2 separate regions of the Sus scrofa genome follow, and region 2 is linked to region 1. A link is a contact called in public HiChIP or PLAC-seq data. All regions are on one chromosome and are shown on one strand. The core of a region is the stretch at or near the end of the contact, and the rest is flanking DNA. Distances in the headings are between cores, read along the strand shown.

What was found. HiChIP or PLAC-seq counts read pairs in DNA pulled down with a chosen protein or histone mark.
Region 2: an H3K27ac HiChIP or PLAC-seq map of skeletal muscle shows a contact between it and region 1. The contact joins the promoter of HRASLS here to the promoter of MB21D2 in region 1. A contact is called at or near these places in 1 of 47 Hi-C or Micro-C datasets (epiblast stem cells) and 1 of 2 datasets of contacts at active chromatin or transcription factors (skeletal muscle).

What each region holds. Positions count from the first base shown.
Region 1 is chr13:129,995,328-129,999,140 of Sscrofa11.1, forward strand. MB21D2 (protein MB21D2) reads right to left here and starts at 2,013. Exons shown (of 2, transcript XM_001925559.6): 1 at 1,256-2,013. The coding sequence starts at 1,466.
Region 2 is chr13:130,280,108-130,284,285 of Sscrofa11.1, forward strand. HRASLS (phospholipid-metabolizing enzyme A-C1) reads left to right here and starts at 2,007. Exons shown (of 4, transcript XM_021070059.1): 1 at 2,007-2,111.

The DNA.
Region 1 (3,813 bases), core at 763-3,262:
GCAACAGCAGACAGCCGGCTGAAATCCAAGTCGATGGCAGGAGGAAGGCAAAAGCTCTGTCTTCCTCTGGGGTCGAGGACCTTTTTTCAATCCAATTTTCCACTGCCTGGAAAACTGCCTAAGAATGTATTTGTGGAGCGCACAGACACGCGGTGGGGCAGCTCTACACTGGAGTCCCAGTTCTGCGCAATGTTACCCGCTAGGCCACGTACTGCATGGCAGCCAGAGTCACACCGGTGGATCCGCAAGCCACCTCGGAGGCTCCCAGCAGCGGACACTCACACAACGCCTCAGGAGCAATAATCCGAACGACAGGACACCTAGGGAGGGGTTCGTTCTCCCGCGCCTGGCTCAATTATTTTCTTTTTTACAACGTTCAACAATCTGTTGAGGACCTGTAGGTGCTGGGCTGGGGAGTGGGAGAGGAGACATTATTCTACACCCGGACTTCGCTGGTGTTCAAAACCCAAGACACCTCTCTCGGCCAGCGCAGGGACAATACACAAAGAGAAGGGGGCTGGCGCTCCTTGGGGCCAGAGCTCTGAGCACGGTCATTTTCGAGCTGGGAATTAGGAATTCCGAGCTCAGCAAGAACCCTGGCGAAGCACCGGAAATGCTTCCGCCTGCTTCAATGGGAACTCTATTTGCAAATCAAAGTTGCAGGAACTCCGGGCGCCCAGCCTACTTCGGCGGGTTACTAGGGAACACCCAACAAGTTTGGCCAACGGGGGCTCGGCGTGACAGCGCGGCGCCGCAAGACTAGAGAGCAACTTGTCGCTCGGGCGCCGAGCCAGAGCTCCAAGCAGTTCCTGCGCCCCGAGCTCAGGAAAGGACTCGGCGTTGGGAAGGTGCAGGTCCGTGCCTCTGGAGAAAAATCCCTTAATTGAAAGGTGCCGCCGGTTCTCACCTGGACCGCACGGCTTCCAGGGGCTTATCCCCAACAGTGAGATAGTTCACCGCGAACACTTCACCTGCCTACCAGCCCCTCTGTTGAGAAATTAACAAAAGAGCCAGCGAACGGGGGCGAAAAAGGGACCCGGCGCAAAGTATAGTAAGGAGGCGAGGGAAGGCAGCTCAGGTTGCCGCGGAGAAGGAAGGGAAGAGGCGGAAAGAGATGGGTTATACTCAGGCACCCGACTCCGGGAAGGAAACCAAGAAGGAAGGGGCCCGCGAGAAGGGGGAATGGGTTCCAAACCCGCTTCCCATCACACAAACACACAGACACACACCACCTCTCTCTCTTTTTCCTCCTTACCCAGCATGGAAAAGATGAAATCCTTGGCTGTGTGAATCTCCAGTGCTCTCTGGTCGTCGTACTCCCGCTGGTCGTGCTTCGTGAATTCTTGGATGAGTTTGTTCAATTCCTCCACCCGAGCTCCCGACCTGAAATCCAGCTCCGGGAACGCAGGCTTGTTGTTACAGCCCAGGGAGGCTGCCTTGCTGGCGGTGGGAGCCGCCATCTTCATACAAAACGCGCCGAGTAGCAGCTCCGCGGCTGCGGCAGCACCCACCCCCGCCCCCCCACCCAGTCCCCCGTGGGCCTCCTCCCCTCGCCGGCTCCCTGGCTGTGACCCCGGCCCGTGGGCGGGCTGGCGGGCGGGCGTCTAGGCGGGCGGTCCCGGCTGGGTGCGCTTCGGGCGCCCGGGCTTCAGGAGGAGCTGGACTGCAGCGAGAGTGCGTGTGTGGCCCCAACACCCTTTCCTGCGGCCCCAAGGCGGCCCAGATGCTGCAGGTCCCTGCCCTCCCCTGGCCCTCGCTGGCAAAGGCGGTAGCGGTGGTAGAGCCAACCCGAGCCTCCCCGGGCGAGGAAAGTGAAGTGGAAACAATGTGAAATTCACCAGCTCTGAAATCAACAAGCTGCCGGCTCCGGTGTTACGGAGCCAGCACCAGCGTCCCCCATTTAAAGGGACAGCGCACCCAGTGGAAAGAAAAATAAATAAATGACAAAGTCTGCGCGCCTATGCCACTTGCCTATCTGTACCCCGGCAGACGCGAGAGGTGTGGACGTATTCTTTCTCTACCTCCACCCCCTTTGGGGCAGGGCTTGCCAAGCGCGTTCAAGGAGAAAGGAGTCTTCCTCTCATTTTAAGGGCGGTGTCCTGGGCAGGGCATCCCTCTGGGAGCGTTTATATCTCAAGAAACTCCAATGCCTTTCGATTCTGAAGGAACCTGCCTTAAGGAATATAAAAACCAATCTATTGCCCTTTTCTGCACAGATTGCCAAACAAGATAGGATTAAGCGTATTTCCCACCCCCCCCAAAAAAGAGAGAGCGCCCACCCGGTCCGCTATAGACACTCCCATTCGCCGCTAAAGTATCCCTACCTTTGCCTTAGGTAATTAATTTTCCTGGATAACAATTTATTAAACTTAATGTATAATGACTTAACGAGGTTCAGCCAGCTCCAATATAAAGCTAGAAAAACTAAAGTGAGCAGGTCGGTGTGGGGGAGGGGAAACAATGACTTGTCCCAGGTTTCAATGAATATTGAATGACGAGGTGAAAATTCTCTCATTCAACAAATACAATTGGAGCACCCACTATTTGCCAGGCAGAATGCCAGAATCTAGGTGGACAGGGATAAGCCAAAGGAGATGGTGAGATGGAGTCATACTTACTTGACAAGGCAGATTTTAAGTCATGGTCCTTTAGATAGACTAGGATCTCAGAGGTGTTTTTAATGTTTATGAGGTTTTTGACTCAAACACTTAGGAGGCCTATTGGTTCTTAGAAAAAAAAGTTATCTTTCTTCCTAATCCTCCAAAATCCAACTCGTCTCTATCCCTCAGTCCCTCATAAAAGATAGGAGCTTTTTCTTACCTGGGTTCTCAGGGACAAGAATACAGCCTCTTTTGTTAGTCCAGGCTCTGTCATGACTTTCACTATAAAATGGAGATGATAATTTCTGTCTCATGAATTGATTTGAGGATTATGTGAAATAAGATGGGTCAAGCACTTAGTGCAATGCCTGACATAATAAATACTTAATTAAATGTTAGCTGCTACTATTGTTGTTATAAACTTAATTCTTTCTTCTTTCCAATCTATTCACATTGTTGCCATGGTGATTTTTACAAAACACAGATCTGATCGACCTCCTCCAATCCAGTTCCTCCTCTTTACCCCCTTTCAAACTTTACACCAAAGCCAATTCATACATGCCTTTTCCTGAACCCCTTCCTTAAGGCCCCTCCCCCAAGCTGGTAGCAACATTTCCCTGCTCAGAACATCTACTGCACCCCTTCAGAAACTTTCACATGCCTCTGATGAATTTAGACCATGCTTTATCATCATTAAGGCAAGTTTCAAGCTATGGGCTTCCCTTAGGGTAAGGACTCATCATCTTACATAGGATTTCCCATAACATTGTCCCTACACAAAGACCCTCAATGTTTATTGAATCAAGTGATGTCTGGAGAATTTTGGCATAACCAGTGAATTGCTTTTGCTTTTGCTTTGCTTCTCTTTGAAACAAGCTTTCTCACCCACTCAATATTAAAGAGGGAGGATACATATGAATGCTAGTGGACTGATGAGGGAGCTGCCTGAGACCTCTGGCTTTTGCAGGTCTGTTTTGCCACCCTGACATTTCATCTGAGAGGGTATTACCATTAACTGGACAGTGGGATAAGCTATGCAAGCATTCGGAACTCCAACACAAATCGATCCACTCCCATCTGTCAATGCTTCTCTCATGATCAATGGCAGGCATCTGTGAGACAGCTGGCTCAGGCATGGTCATTTCATGGATCAGAATGATTCTAGTTCATTCATGCAAGCAACAACTTCCAACCTAATGCAGTTGGAAAAAAA
Region 2 (4,178 bases), core at 757-3,256, 280 kb after region 1:
TGTGAGTTGTTAGATGTGGGGCTCAAATGAGACAAAAGATATGAAAGTGCTTTGCTAACTGCAAAATATGCATTAAAAAACAGGGTTATTCAGACTAGTGGTTGCCAAGGGGGAGGAGGGGTAGGGGTGAGGGATGAACTGGGAGTCTGGGGTTAGCAGATGCAAATTATTATATACAGAATGGATAAACAACAAGGTCCTACTGTACGGCACAGGGGATTACATTCAATATCCTAAGATAAACCATAATGGGAAAGAATATAAAAAAGAATGTCTCTCTCTCTTATATAACTAAATCACTTTGCAGTACAGACGACATTAACACAGCAGTGTCAATCAACTATGCTTCAATACAAATATTTTTAATTAAAAAAAAAAGAGTTCTTGAGGACTGACTTCATACAGTGCCAGTTGGTTTTAGTCTCCATATGTTAAAAAGGCAAATAATGCCTCTTGTTAACAACACAAGGCTTTTGCTGGGCTTGATTAATCTTACAACAAACATGACTAAAGTTGTTCCACCACGGTTATTTCAATTTGTTTCAACACTTTCTACTCAACTAGGCAACAATGGAGAATGTCATCCACGTGGCGCTTTATATAATGGCCAAAATATTGGGAACTGGTTATTTGGTTGTAATCTAACATTTACTCCCATCACATACCATGAGCAACCCTTGACATCTCAGGACTATCACCCTAGATGTAGACAAAGTTTGCCTATTAACTGCCTGAGGCTAATTCCTCATTCTTTCTGGATAGAAATTTTAATTCTGTGCTGATCATCTAGAAAGTACTGCCAAGGATTGATGAACTATCCCTCCAATCTGTAGCAATGAAAGGAGAACTCAGAGTTCTCCTAAATGACCACACTTTCTCCGTTTCTCCTACAAGTTCCATTCAGGCATCAAATTGAATTTACTCTTAGCTGAATGCATTTTATCAATACCTGGCAGGGCTCTAGAAGTAAAATTCCAAGATTTATTTCATTTTAATTCTATTATGATGCATTTCATCACAAATACCCCCCAAAATGAAAAGATAATTTATCATTTTGCCTTGACTGAGCAACTCTCCTTGGTTCACGTTCATGAATCCATAATGCAGGGAGGAGAGCGGATGATTAAGTGTCCGATTAGAGAAAACAGATTAACCTGGCAAACATAATAAATTTAGCTCATAAGCAGGATGGCTTTATAAATGCTCACAATAACTCTCCTGTATAAAATCATGAACCACTGTCTTCAGTGATGACTCAATTGAAATAGTTGGGGAACATAAAGCAAATGCATGTTTATGGCTTTCTCTTTGAGACATTAGAAGGGTATTGAAAGGTATATCTGGTTCAGTTTATCATTCGAAAAATATACTAAATAGAGAACATTTAAGAAAAACATTAACTCATAAAAAACAAAGCTACAGCCTCTCAAGTGTTCGGTTTCCACTTTACCAATAGTGTATCTAGATTCCATGTTTTCATTATCTTTCTACTACTTTGTCATCAAAGATGCCACAGCCAGACCCCAGTTTCAAGTCATGCAGAATTACCCTTAACGTTCACCACAGAACCTGATTCCTTTAAAAAGGCAGCTGCATCTTTTGGTAGTCCTTATCCCATTGTGACAAAACAATGTAAAATTAGAAGGCTATTTCAGCCTTTGAATTCGAAAGGAAAAAAAAAAAAATCCTTCCTTTTAGCTGAAGGTCCATTTATATCAGAGGAAAAATCTAGGTTATGACTTGTTTGAAGAAAAGTCCTGTGCTGTGCTCCAAAAAGTTCACTTAGCAGTCTGCCCGGCCTTCCCTACTTAGCTGGTTTGTATTCCTGGCCTCCCTTTTTTTAGCAGGGAGAAAATGGATACTCTTCATGCCCAGCTTTATTTTTAAACTCACATGGCTATATTCCTGGAGGCCTCGGCCGGCCCATGACCTGAAAGAGTCAGGCCCTGCCCTGTCACATGCACCCAAGTCACGCTAAATAAGGGACTTGCTTTGCTTCTCTATCTAGAACCAGGGCTTTGCTAAGAGGCAGGGCAGGGCAGGGGAAGTGGGGAGGGGCATGGGCTGCCTGAGAGAGTCTTGTCTTTAAGGAAGGTCCCATACGGAGCCAGGTAAATTTCCCACTTGGAGAAACCTGTACGTGGAGATCTAGAGACAGGCGTACCCTTCCTTCCTTCTTTGTCCCCTCCTCCCACTTCTGAAGTTGATTTTAGACTGGAGGGTGGTGACAGGGAGAAATCTAAAGAAAGCAGGGGTCCGGGTGCGTCCTCGCAGCCCTGGGCGCTGATCTGGCTCACAGGCACACGTTTTGTAGGTGTGTGCCTGTGGTGAGAAGCAGAGTGGTTTCTTAAGGCCACTCCTTTCGCCTGCCTTAGCTTAGACTGAGATGCCTTCTTGCTGCACAGTGACCAGGATCCTTTCTGCCGCCTTAGAGGAATGTGCATAGAGCTAAAAAGGGGCTCTCTTCTAGTGGGTGCAATGTGTATTCATGCTCGCCAACATTTCTGAGCTCAGCAAGACAAATTAACTGCATTACTGCCGCGCCTAGACCAGCTCTTGGTACCTGGGAAGTTTGACGGGGCAGAGTGTCCTTGTTTAGTTAACCACGCCCGGGCGGTTGGGTTTGTGTGTGTCTGTGCGGGCAGAAGGCAGCTGTGTTGGTGCGGAGGGGACTGGGAACCAAGCAAGTGCGGGGTGGGGGACAGGCGGGCGGAGGGTCCCCCGGAGGTGGTGGGGGCGGGGCAGGGTCAGCAGGAGCCTTGAGCGTGCGCGGCAGCGTCTGGGCTCAGGAGGTTTCCTCGCGGCAGGGTGGCGTTGAAGCTAGAGGACGGCCCTGGGTTACCGGTAGTGAGCCGCTGCCGCCTTGACCTACTCCCGGAGTAGATGCAGGCGTCCCGCCGCCTCTAGCGGGAGGGGCAGCAGCTGCTGCGAGGCCGCCACAACCCCAGGATCCCCTCTCGCTTGCTCGCTGCTACCTGTGGGGAAGACAACCAGGGCTTCAGAGTGAGGTGTGCTGGGGATGGGGAGGGAGGGCCTCTGAGCCCACAGACAGCTTTGCTGAACCGACTGTCAGAGAAGAGAGCTCCAAGGACCAGTAGAGAGCATCCAATCCAACCCATACCTCTCTTTTTACAAATGGAGGAACAGAGTCTGCCCCTAGAGACTAGCTCTAGTGACAGAGCTGTCATATGGCAGAACCGGGACTGGATACCTGGTCTCGCTTACCAAAGCCTTTTCTCCACCACCCTCGCTGAAATGAATATGAATAATATCACAAGTATTTATTAGGATAATATATCAGAGTTGGGAACTAGAAACGGTGATATCACTTAGGCATTCGGGACTATTCATGGACGTTATGTGCTGGAAAAGCCCAGCCACTCTGTCCTCGCTGGGCTTGGGCGCCTCATTCCTTCATTCATTAAACATTCCCTTGGCAGTTCTTGGCGCCAGCCACTCTGTAGCAAACTGAAGGAGCAGAGATAAACAAGAACCAGCTCTCCATGTGGAGCAGAAGAGAAAATTCCCCTGACACCGGTAACTGACACAGGTGTAGGAAACACGATGAGCGCATTAGGGAGGTAAAGGACCAGCATGTCACTTGTGGCTGAGTGGAGGGAGACCTTGGGAAGGACATCTGATCTGGATCTTTAAGCGTGGGTCATTTAGGGGCACTTGGAAAGTGGCAGCACAATCCAGGTAGAAGGTTCAGTGTGGTATTAGCAACACAAAGCCAGGGGTGTGTGAGGAATAATGGTTTGGTTTGCCTAGAATGTAGAGGTGAATAAGGATGCTAAGGCTGCAAAGGAGACAAGATATGGAGTCAATAATGGGATCCCTGGAGGGATTCCAAGCAAGGAATGACAATGCAGTGGCCCAGGATGGTTCGTCTGGCCGGGAGGTGGAACCCTCAGCCACAGGGGAAAGATGTTGGACCAAGGATCCTTGCAGCACTGAGGGTCTGCAAATGAGCCAATGGGAGCACAGGGCTCCATGGAGCCCTCTCAGTGTCATAGGGCTATGGATGAAAAATGCAGCCCAAGTGGGAAAGGGTCCAAATTGAATTGGGAGACCATTGGACTATGGGGATAGCCTGTGATCATGTTTCAGACTGCCAACGGCATCCTTGGGAGTAGTTTGCTAAAAAGTGCTCTTAATATTCTTGTAACACAGGTGGC